2 separate regions of the Sus scrofa genome follow, and region 2 is linked to region 1. Evidence: chromatin contacts called from public Hi-C data. All regions are on one chromosome and are shown on one strand. Each heading gives the region's core, a stretch centred on a gene start, on an enhancer-like site or on the middle of the called end of the contact. The rest is flanking DNA. Distances are from core to core; before and after follow the strand shown.

What was found. Hi-C and Micro-C count contacts between places; a contact is called where the count stands out from the background.
Region 2: a contact with region 1 is called in a Hi-C map of liver, with 2.1 times the contacts expected there. The contact joins the promoter of PRDX6 here to the enhancer-like site in region 1. A contact is called at or near these places in 1 of 5 promoter capture datasets (fetal skeletal muscle), 4 of 47 Hi-C or Micro-C datasets (alveolar macrophages, liver and skeletal muscle) and 1 of 2 datasets of contacts at active chromatin or transcription factors (alveolar macrophages).

The regions. Positions count from the first base shown.
Region 1 is chr9:115,795,799-115,800,151 of Sscrofa11.1, reverse strand. It overlaps a transcript of TNFSF4 not described here. Among named protein-coding and RNA genes, the nearest start is that of PRDX6, 60 kb to the left of the region's middle. Within about 2 kb of position 2,146, at least 8 of the 83 cell types and tissues checked have an H3K27ac peak or open chromatin away from gene starts, as enhancers often do. A contact at or near this core is called in liver, where this site is marked.
Region 2 is chr9:115,854,996-115,859,348 of Sscrofa11.1, reverse strand. PRDX6 (peroxiredoxin 6) reads right to left here and starts at 1,720. Exons shown (of 5, transcript NM_214408.1): 1 at 1,546-1,720. The coding sequence starts at 1,640. It also overlaps a transcript of TNFSF4 not described here.

The sequences.
Region 1 (4,353 bases), core at 897-3,396:
TGTTTCTCTTTGCTGGTCAGAGGCCCCAGCAGGGCCCAGAGCAAGGCTTCTCTTCCATTGCATTTGTAACAATCCCTGCCTCAGGATGCTGAAAGCACCCTCCATTACCCAGCATCTTACTCAAGAAGGAAGGTAAAGACCTTTAAGAACCTCAACCTGGAAGGCACCACGGTATTTCTGAATTTCAAACCTAATTTGAAGGTTGCTATTTAAGGAACTCAACATTTTCTTAAAAAAAAAAAAAAAAAAAAAAGACTGAATTGGAAGATATTCAGAATATAATAAAAGTATTCTCTAAAGAAAGTTCAAAACAACTATTTTAATTCATCCACTTTGTCTGTAAATAAGAAATATTCATTTGACTATATATATATGTAAAATATGCTCTTTAGCTCTTAGCTCTTCAAGTGGGGAAAACTTAAAAATAATTACTGGCTAAATAGCATTTTAAGAAATCTTATTAAGATGAATGGCAAGATTTCAAACATCCCTTTAGGGCTGGTATGTGCATTATAAATGGATTCTTCATTTTGCAAAAGATTTCAAAGTAGGTCTAAGCTTGCCTGTCAATTATCCTTACCCCAGCTGAGCTTTGAGAATCTGAGAAGGTAGGACTTTGTGGGCTCTTTGGGCTCTAGGGAAAGAGTTTCTTGTCTGGAGAATTTTTTTTAGGATTAAATACACTGCCTGAGTTACCTCTGACCGAAGTGACAGAATACATAAATGTTGAGATTGCATATGTTGTAAAATTATTCATAGAGTATGATATCGGTTCCTGCTGCGAACACTTCCATCAGCTCTTTATTGTAACTATGGAGTCCTATTTACTCTGCGTCCACTTTTTAAAAGAATCCCTTAGGGAATGTGAGTGCCAGGTTAATTGTTCTCATAACAAGCAACGTAAGGAAGGCAGCGAAACCCCTGTTCTGTCCTCTTCCCCGTGATACTTTCCCCTCTCATTGCGAAGTGTTTTCTTTGGCATTCTCTCTCCTAACTCCTTAGGCCATCACATGTTTGTTTTCACAACTGTGCTCTTTCAAAACATCTGCTCTTGACACAGGCAAAGTGGAAAACTTTTAAAAAGTTATTTACATTAAACATAAAAATGTAAAAAAGATTGGTGACTGGCAGAAGTATGCTAAGAAAGCAGTTGTGAATCCTGCACCCTCAGTAAAAAAGAGATATATTTGTATACAATAGATAGATATCCAGCTGGGTAAATGAAGACCATTCAGATTGGCCGGCTGTCCTTTTTCAATGCTACCTGAGTAGTGAGTTCTCTGGAGACCTTCTGTTTTCTTTGACCCCAGGTTCCTTTGAATAGCAAGCTCAGCAACCCTTCTTTATTGAGGTATGATTGATAGGCAAAAAACTACAGTGATCCTTCAACAACTCAGGGGTTGAGACACTGACCCCCTGGGAAGCTGAAAATCCCAGGGGATAACTTGTAGTTGGCCCTCCGTATCGGTGGTTCTTCTGAATCCTTGGTTTCTTCTTATCTGTAACTCTGTGTTGGTGGATTCACTCAGCCACTGATGGTGTGGTACTGATCATGTGGTACTGTAGTGTATGTTATTGAAAAAAATCTGCATACAAGGGGACCTGGGCAGTTCAAACCTGTGTTCAAGGGTCAAGTGTTTATTTATTTTTTGTTTTTTCTTTTCAGGGCTGCACGCGCAGCATGTGGAAGTTCCAGGCTAGGGCTCGAGCCAGAGCTGCAGATGTCGGCCTATGGCCTATTACCACATCTCACAGCAATGCTGGATCCCCGACTCACTGATGAGGCCAGGGATCACACCTGCATCCTCATGGATACTAGTCAGATTCGTTTCCGCTGCGCCACAACAACAATTCCCAAGGGTCAAGTGTTTTTAATGAACACAACTTAATGAGTTTGGAGGTAACTGTACACCTGTGAAACCATTACCATATGTGCCATAAACATACCCATTGCCTCCCAAAAGTTTCCTCCCACCCTACTTAGTTATGTAATATGTTTGCTTATTTTTGTAATAAGAACACGTGACATCAAATCTACCTTTTTAGCAAGTTTTTAAGTATATCATGCAGTGTTATCACCTCTCTGCTGTGCAGCGGTTGTGCTCTATGGGAGTAGATCCCTAGCCGGAGAGCAGGAGGGGTGGGTGGAGTGAGCTCAGGTGTGACTCAACGGCTGTGGGCAAGGCCCTCCACACCTGTCTTGAGGACTATGATAAAGGTTAAAAATAAAATTGTAGCACTTGAGTGGGCCTGTGTGAGTAGTTATTTTAGGTATAGGATTTATTTGACAAAGCAGCAGCTGACAGCCTCAGCCCAGCACCTCCCTGAAACTTCTTGCTAAGATGGGGAGCCCTGCGTCTGTGCTGGTGAGGTCACTTTGCAGTTGTGGTGATTCTAAAAGGAAACTCTCTGATTAGGACTGAAGGATGTTGCTAACACTCCACAAAACATTTATTTATGCTTGCTTAAAAACAAAGCCTGCTAAATCCTCCTCCTCCCTCCTCAAACATTTGCAGAGTGCCCACCAAGTGCTGCACAGTGCTCGGTGGTGGGGGTTTAAAGGTGGATGAGCCAGGAGGTCTTTTTCCCCACAGGAGGTGGAGGTGGCGGCCCAGCTTGTGCTTAAGCACTGGGTTTCAGCCTTTTGAGTACGGATTCCTCCTTCCAAGAGCCACAGAAAACTAGGGGAATCTAGTAAACAACAGCACCCCTCCCAGCTTCTCTCTCTTTACAAGTGAATGCCGCACATTCTAAACTGGGATATTTTCTGTTCGGCACCTGACAAATGGTGAGTGAACTCTGCATATGTTTTCTTTCTTTCTTTTTTTTTTTTTTTTTGTCTTTTTGCCATTTCTTGGGCCGCTCCCGGGGCATATGGATGTTCCCAGGCTAGGCATCGAATCGGAGCTGTAGCCGCCAGCCTATGCCAGAGCCACAGCAACATGGGGTCCAAGCCGCGTCTGCAACCTACACCACAGCTCAGGGCAACGGTGCATCCTCAACACACTGAGAAAGGGCAGGGATCGAACCCGCCACCTCATGGTTCCTAGTCGGATTCGTTAACCACTGCGGCATGACGGGAACTCCATGTTTTCTTTTTGATTTTGCTTAGGCGCACATTTCTGAGCATGGCAAATGTGACAGATCATTTGGAGAGATGAGGGCGTATAGGAAAGGGAGAGGGACCATTCTCTCTCTGAAAAATAGACATTTTAAAATAGAAACATTTTCGTAATCTTTTTAAACTGTTTTAATATGGAAAATTTTGAGCATATAAATGTAGAAAGAATAGCATCATAAACTCCCATGTGCCCTTCACCAACTTCAACAATGATCAACTCATGGCCTAATCTGGTTTCACACACAGCCCCTCTCCTGTATTATTTTGAAGGAAATTTGATACATTGTTTCATCTGTAAACATTTCAACATGTAGTTCTAATAGATACAGACTCCTTTAAAAAAAAGTTACCTTGACACAAATAATTCACCTGAGTTAGCAATAATTCTTTCATGCCATAATCGTCTAGCTAATATTTAGAGTTGTCTCATAAATGCGTGTGTGCATTTTTTATAATAAATTTGAATTAGGATCCAAATTATGTCTATGTATTCCACTTGGTTATTTTGTCTCTTATCCCGTAGATTCCCCTGTTCCATATCCCTTTGTCTTTTATTACTCTTACAATCTGTTGAAAAACATAACTTTTTCCAATAGATTTCTCTAATTGGATCCATGGGGTGCTATTTAACAGGATCCTGAACCTTCTCTTTCCTGTAAATTAATACATTAATAGTTTGATCTAGAGGTTTGGTCAGAATCAGATTCAATTTTTTCCTTAATCTTGACACTATTGAAATTTTGGACTGGACAATTCTTTGTTATGGGGGGGCTTTCCTATGCATTGTAGAATGTTGAATAGCATCCTGGTCTCTAGTTGACAGTAATATCCAGTCGTGACAGTAATATCCAGTAACATCCTGCAGTTGTGACAAAAACATTTCCAAACTTTCCCCATATTCCCTAGAGAGGGCAAGGCATTCTCATTCTTACTGAGAACTACTGTAGACCAACCACCCATCAATTGTGCTTAAAAGTTATCTGCCCACAACCTTTCATTGCTCACGTGCTAATGAGGACTAGCCCATTCCCTACATCTGTTTTATTGGTTGCCTATAGCTGCTATGAAAAGTTACTACAAAAGAAGTGGCTTAAAACAATAAAAATGTATTATCTTATAGTTCCAAAGGCCAGAAATCTGAACTGGGTTTTGCTAGCATGAATGTCAGCAGAGCTGTATTCCTTCTGGAGCATTGAGGACTGAATCTTCTCCCTTGCTTTGTCCAGCTTCTA
Region 2 (4,353 bases), core at 471-2,970, 60 kb before region 1:
AAATATGCTTTATATTAATAGTTATCTTTAATATATTTAACTCAAGAGTTCTGATAAGATTTTGTTTTATGGGAGGTGAGGGCTGTAGATTGGAGTGGGAAGAAACATTCTCTGAAAATCCTTTGGAGTCTTGGAGAAATACTAATACCTAGATTTCAAGTATGAGACTGGACATAGTCTGTATTTCCGAAGCCCTTCCCTGTCTTTAAGGTCTGAATGTTCCATTTCTCATCCTTTTTCTAGCCTAGTTCTCTTTCAAAAAACTTAGCTTTTCCCTTAATCAGTGGCTGGAAAATGGATTTAAGGAATTTAAAAGGGGGGTGGTTAGGACTAAGTTTAAGAATCTCTCCCAGGTGCTCTGCATGGGTCTGTCCAAGCACTGATTAATCTCATAAACTTTGCCCTCTGTATATACTACATATACCTGGACACTATATAAAAAGGGTACAAAGCAAAGGTCATAAAGCCTTGGACCACAGTGTAGTGGGGCCACTGGAACTCCAGAAACATAACTAGACACATCTGGGCCGTTTCATGTTAAATGTAATAAACTTAAAGTTTGCTTATTCAGGAGCTGTAAAACCACGGTTACACCCATGTACTCCAAGTCATAGTGGTATGATTGCCAGGCTAGATCATGGGTCAGCGATTCGGCAAGGCTACGTGCTGCTGGAAGCATGGCAGATGGGGGAGGGGGCAGTGAGAGGCACGCAGCTATGAAACAAAAGGGTCTACAACTGGGGAGGTGGGGTGCTCCGGTGCCTGCCATGGATCACTGCAACTGAACGACCTCAGGAAGCCCTTGCCTCAAGGTGTTGCAGGTTCTGGAGTGAAGGACACACCCACACACAGAGTGTTCTGGGATCCTCCCAAAGCTGTTATCAAATCATATTGTGGCCACTGGAGCAGGATCAGGGTAAAAAGTCTTTCAGCTACTTACTTGGCAAGCTAGTGGTTTCAAATTTTTTGTGCAAATACCACTGCAGCAAGCAGAACCCTCAGATAACACGCTGGGCCCTTCCTGAACCTTCAGCCAGCAGCAGTGTCCTCTGACTTTGGCCTTGGACACCCACTTTCCCCAGGGAGCAAATTCCAGAACCGAAGGAGGGAGGTGAGACCCTGGGCACAAGTCCCAGGAACTGACCGCAGATGAGGCTCGGCTCCTGCCTCCTCCCTGTTTCGGCTGAACCACGCTACTTGCAGAGTTTAGAAGACAGAATTAAATAGACAACAAACCCTCCTCTGCACTGGCCTGCAGTTCCCAGGACCTGATTTTGTTCCCCTCCCCCTCTCTAAAGCCAGCCCAGCCATGCGGGGGCCGGGAGGCTGGAGAGGATCAAGTGGCGGGCGCATGGCTGACCAGAGGGTCGCCTCCTCTCAGCGGCGATCTGTCGCCGCGGGGCAGGGCACATAGGAAAGGCACGTGCAGGAACCGGTGCCGGGAGGAGGCGGGCGGCAAGCGGTGGAGGACGGAAGGGAGAAAAAGGGGAAGGCACCTCCGAGTCCGGGCGTAACCCAGGGCAGGGCGACAAACTGGCCACTTACGAGTCTCCCAGAAAGTCGTGGAAACGGATGCGGCCGATGGTAGTATTGGCTTCGAAGTTGGGAGCCTCGTCCCCGAGAAGCAGACCTCCGGGCATGGCGGCAGCAGTGACGCGGGAAGATGAAGAAGCCCAGCAGCGACAGCTAACGGATGGCTGGTTCTAGCCTTGTAGGTGTTGCGGGGAGGAATAAATGGGGCTTCAAGGGGCGGGGCGGGACGGGACAGGAGGGAGCAAGGTGGGCGGGACCAAAGCACAGCCAAGATGGGCGGGGCCGCGGCGGGCGGGAGGGGCGGGGCCAGGCCTTGGCGGGGTGGGCGGGGCCCACGCTGGCGGGCGCGGTAGGAGAGGCCGGAACTGGCGGTAGTCTGAAGCAGGGCTGGGACAGAACAGCCCTGGGCGCGGTCCAACACCTCGCCAGGCCTCTAACCTGCCAGGATCCCTCACGTGACAGGGGACTCAATGACGTCGCCCTCTGGAATCTTGGGGGTGCGTTCTGGGCATTGGAGGTAAAGGAAGCGGAACGCAATAGGAAGGGGAGCCCCAAGGCTGAGAGCGGCCCTGCGGAGCCGCAAGAATCCGCGGAGACCCTCCTGACACCCATTCACGGTCGACTCCCAGCAGAGGGGTCCCGCGACCCCTCCACTCCCTGCTCTCTTAGTGTGAGCGTCTGGAATCCTGACCGCCCCAGCCAGCCTAGCCATCCTGATTTCTGTATCTGAGAATGTGGCAAGACCCAGACATGTGGGGCACCTTACGTCAGAGGAAGTGGCTTTCTTGTTGCAGCAAAAATGCCAGCACCTATGTCAGTAAGTGCTTGGGGGAATGAGAACAAAGTTTTATTTTTATTCCACTCCCAGAGTTCACTATGAATCATAAGCTATTCAACACAGTTATCCTGAAATCTAAATCTAAATTTAAAAACATATTTGTTGTGGTCTATTGTGTGCAAGTCAACTCTTCCACCCAAGAAAGTGGGAAGTTTAGATTCATTTCTTTGCTTTCTGTGTGCCAAGCACAAGGTAGACAAAATGACTGTATTCTTGGAGCTTTCATTATAGTGAGGGAGGCGTAATTAAACAAGAATATGTTAAACAGTAGTAAATCCTATTCAGAGAAAGTAAGGTTATGTGCCACAGGGTGACTGGGGTGCATCTTGAATTGGATAGTCTGGTCTGAGAAAGCCTCTGGGTTAATGTAGGTAAACTATAAGTGGTTACCATTGTCAGCTGCATCCGTTTCCACAATCATCTTAATTTACATAGTAAGTTCTCTGGCAACAGTAGCTATTATTTGGATGATGATAGTAGTTTATGCAATAACCCTTGCGTTGCCGACTATGTGCTAGGCATTGTGCTAGGCCTGCTGATAACAGAGGAGAGATATGGTTTTACAAGGAAGGCAGAGGTATGTACAGTTATGATAAAAACCTAGCGTAAATGCTGATGGAGTTTGGGTGGAGAAGATGGACCAAAATTACCAAAAATTCTCTGGATGGTGGTCCCCAGACTTAGAGAAGGCACATGGCAGTGTGAAGAAAAATGACTCACATACTAAGATTTCAGTTTTCAGTGGAGTGATGTTTTCGTGTGTATGCGTGCCAATCATATTTGCTCAGTTCTCCTGTACAAGGACTTGTAAGATTACTGGTAAAATTTCTTAGCCATTTTAGAAAACTCTGTGAAGCTACTATAATTTAATCTGTAAACCAGTTTGACTCCAAGCTTTGGTTTTAAAAGCTCTATGCTTTAATTCCTTTTGTAGGGGTGAAAGAGAAGAGGAAAAGGAAGGTAATTTGAATTTAAGGCTATTAACAATGTTGTGGAGATAGGCTAGAAAATGCAGATATGCCAAAATTATGGAGAAAGAACACAGAAACATTATAGATCTCTATAAAAGGCATAATTGTAAAACTGTTATATATTAAGCAATAATTTAATAATAAAATAAGATAAATGTCTGTTAGAATTTACAATTCCAGAGATCGCACACTGGCAGTCCTCTTGTACATTGCAGACTTGTTTGCTTTAGCCTTTTCAGCATTTTAAATTCTTTTGAATTAGCTGTCAACATTTAAAATTTTTTTAATTTTTAAAAATTTTCACAAAAATATCTGGATTTCTGTTTCCTAAAAAGTCCCAAGAGCTGGCCACACTGGGCTTATGTTCCACTTGGCAAACAGTGACTGGAGAGTAGCTTCTACCAGTGCGTATATTCCTTATTTTTTCAGAAGGCTCCTTGCTGCTTACTGACATGGTCTGCTGACTTCTACCCCATTCTTACCTGGTTATTTTTCTTAGATTAGAATTAGGAGGAAAATGAATTCTATCCTAATGTATCCTATCTCTGTCAAAGATGTAAAAACTCAAATGTTGCCTAAGGGCTATATGTTTCTAGGAAGAACAAAATAGAGCGTATTTTCCTTGTTCCCATATTCTTGATATGCAAACAAAGTCAAAGAACACCTGCAGTCCTACCTGACCCATGTAGGTAGTTGAGTTTGACCTTTGTGCTACTGAAGGAAGGTGTTGTGTGGGCCAGCCCCCATTCTTGAAGGAATAGCTAGGTGTGCCCTGGGAGAGAAGCAGCCAGAGAGACATTCCAGACATTCCAGGGAGAGCAGAATGTGGAAGTGAGAGGGCTAGGCTAAAAGAAGGATTTACTTTGCAGAGAGAGTGGAGGCCTTGATATCAGAAAAAAAGTGTCTTGGAGTTTCCATGCAGCTCAGTGGATTAAGGATCCAGCGTTGTCACTGCTGCAACCCCTGTCACTGCTGTGGTGCAGGTTCCATTCCTGGCCTGGGAACTTCTGC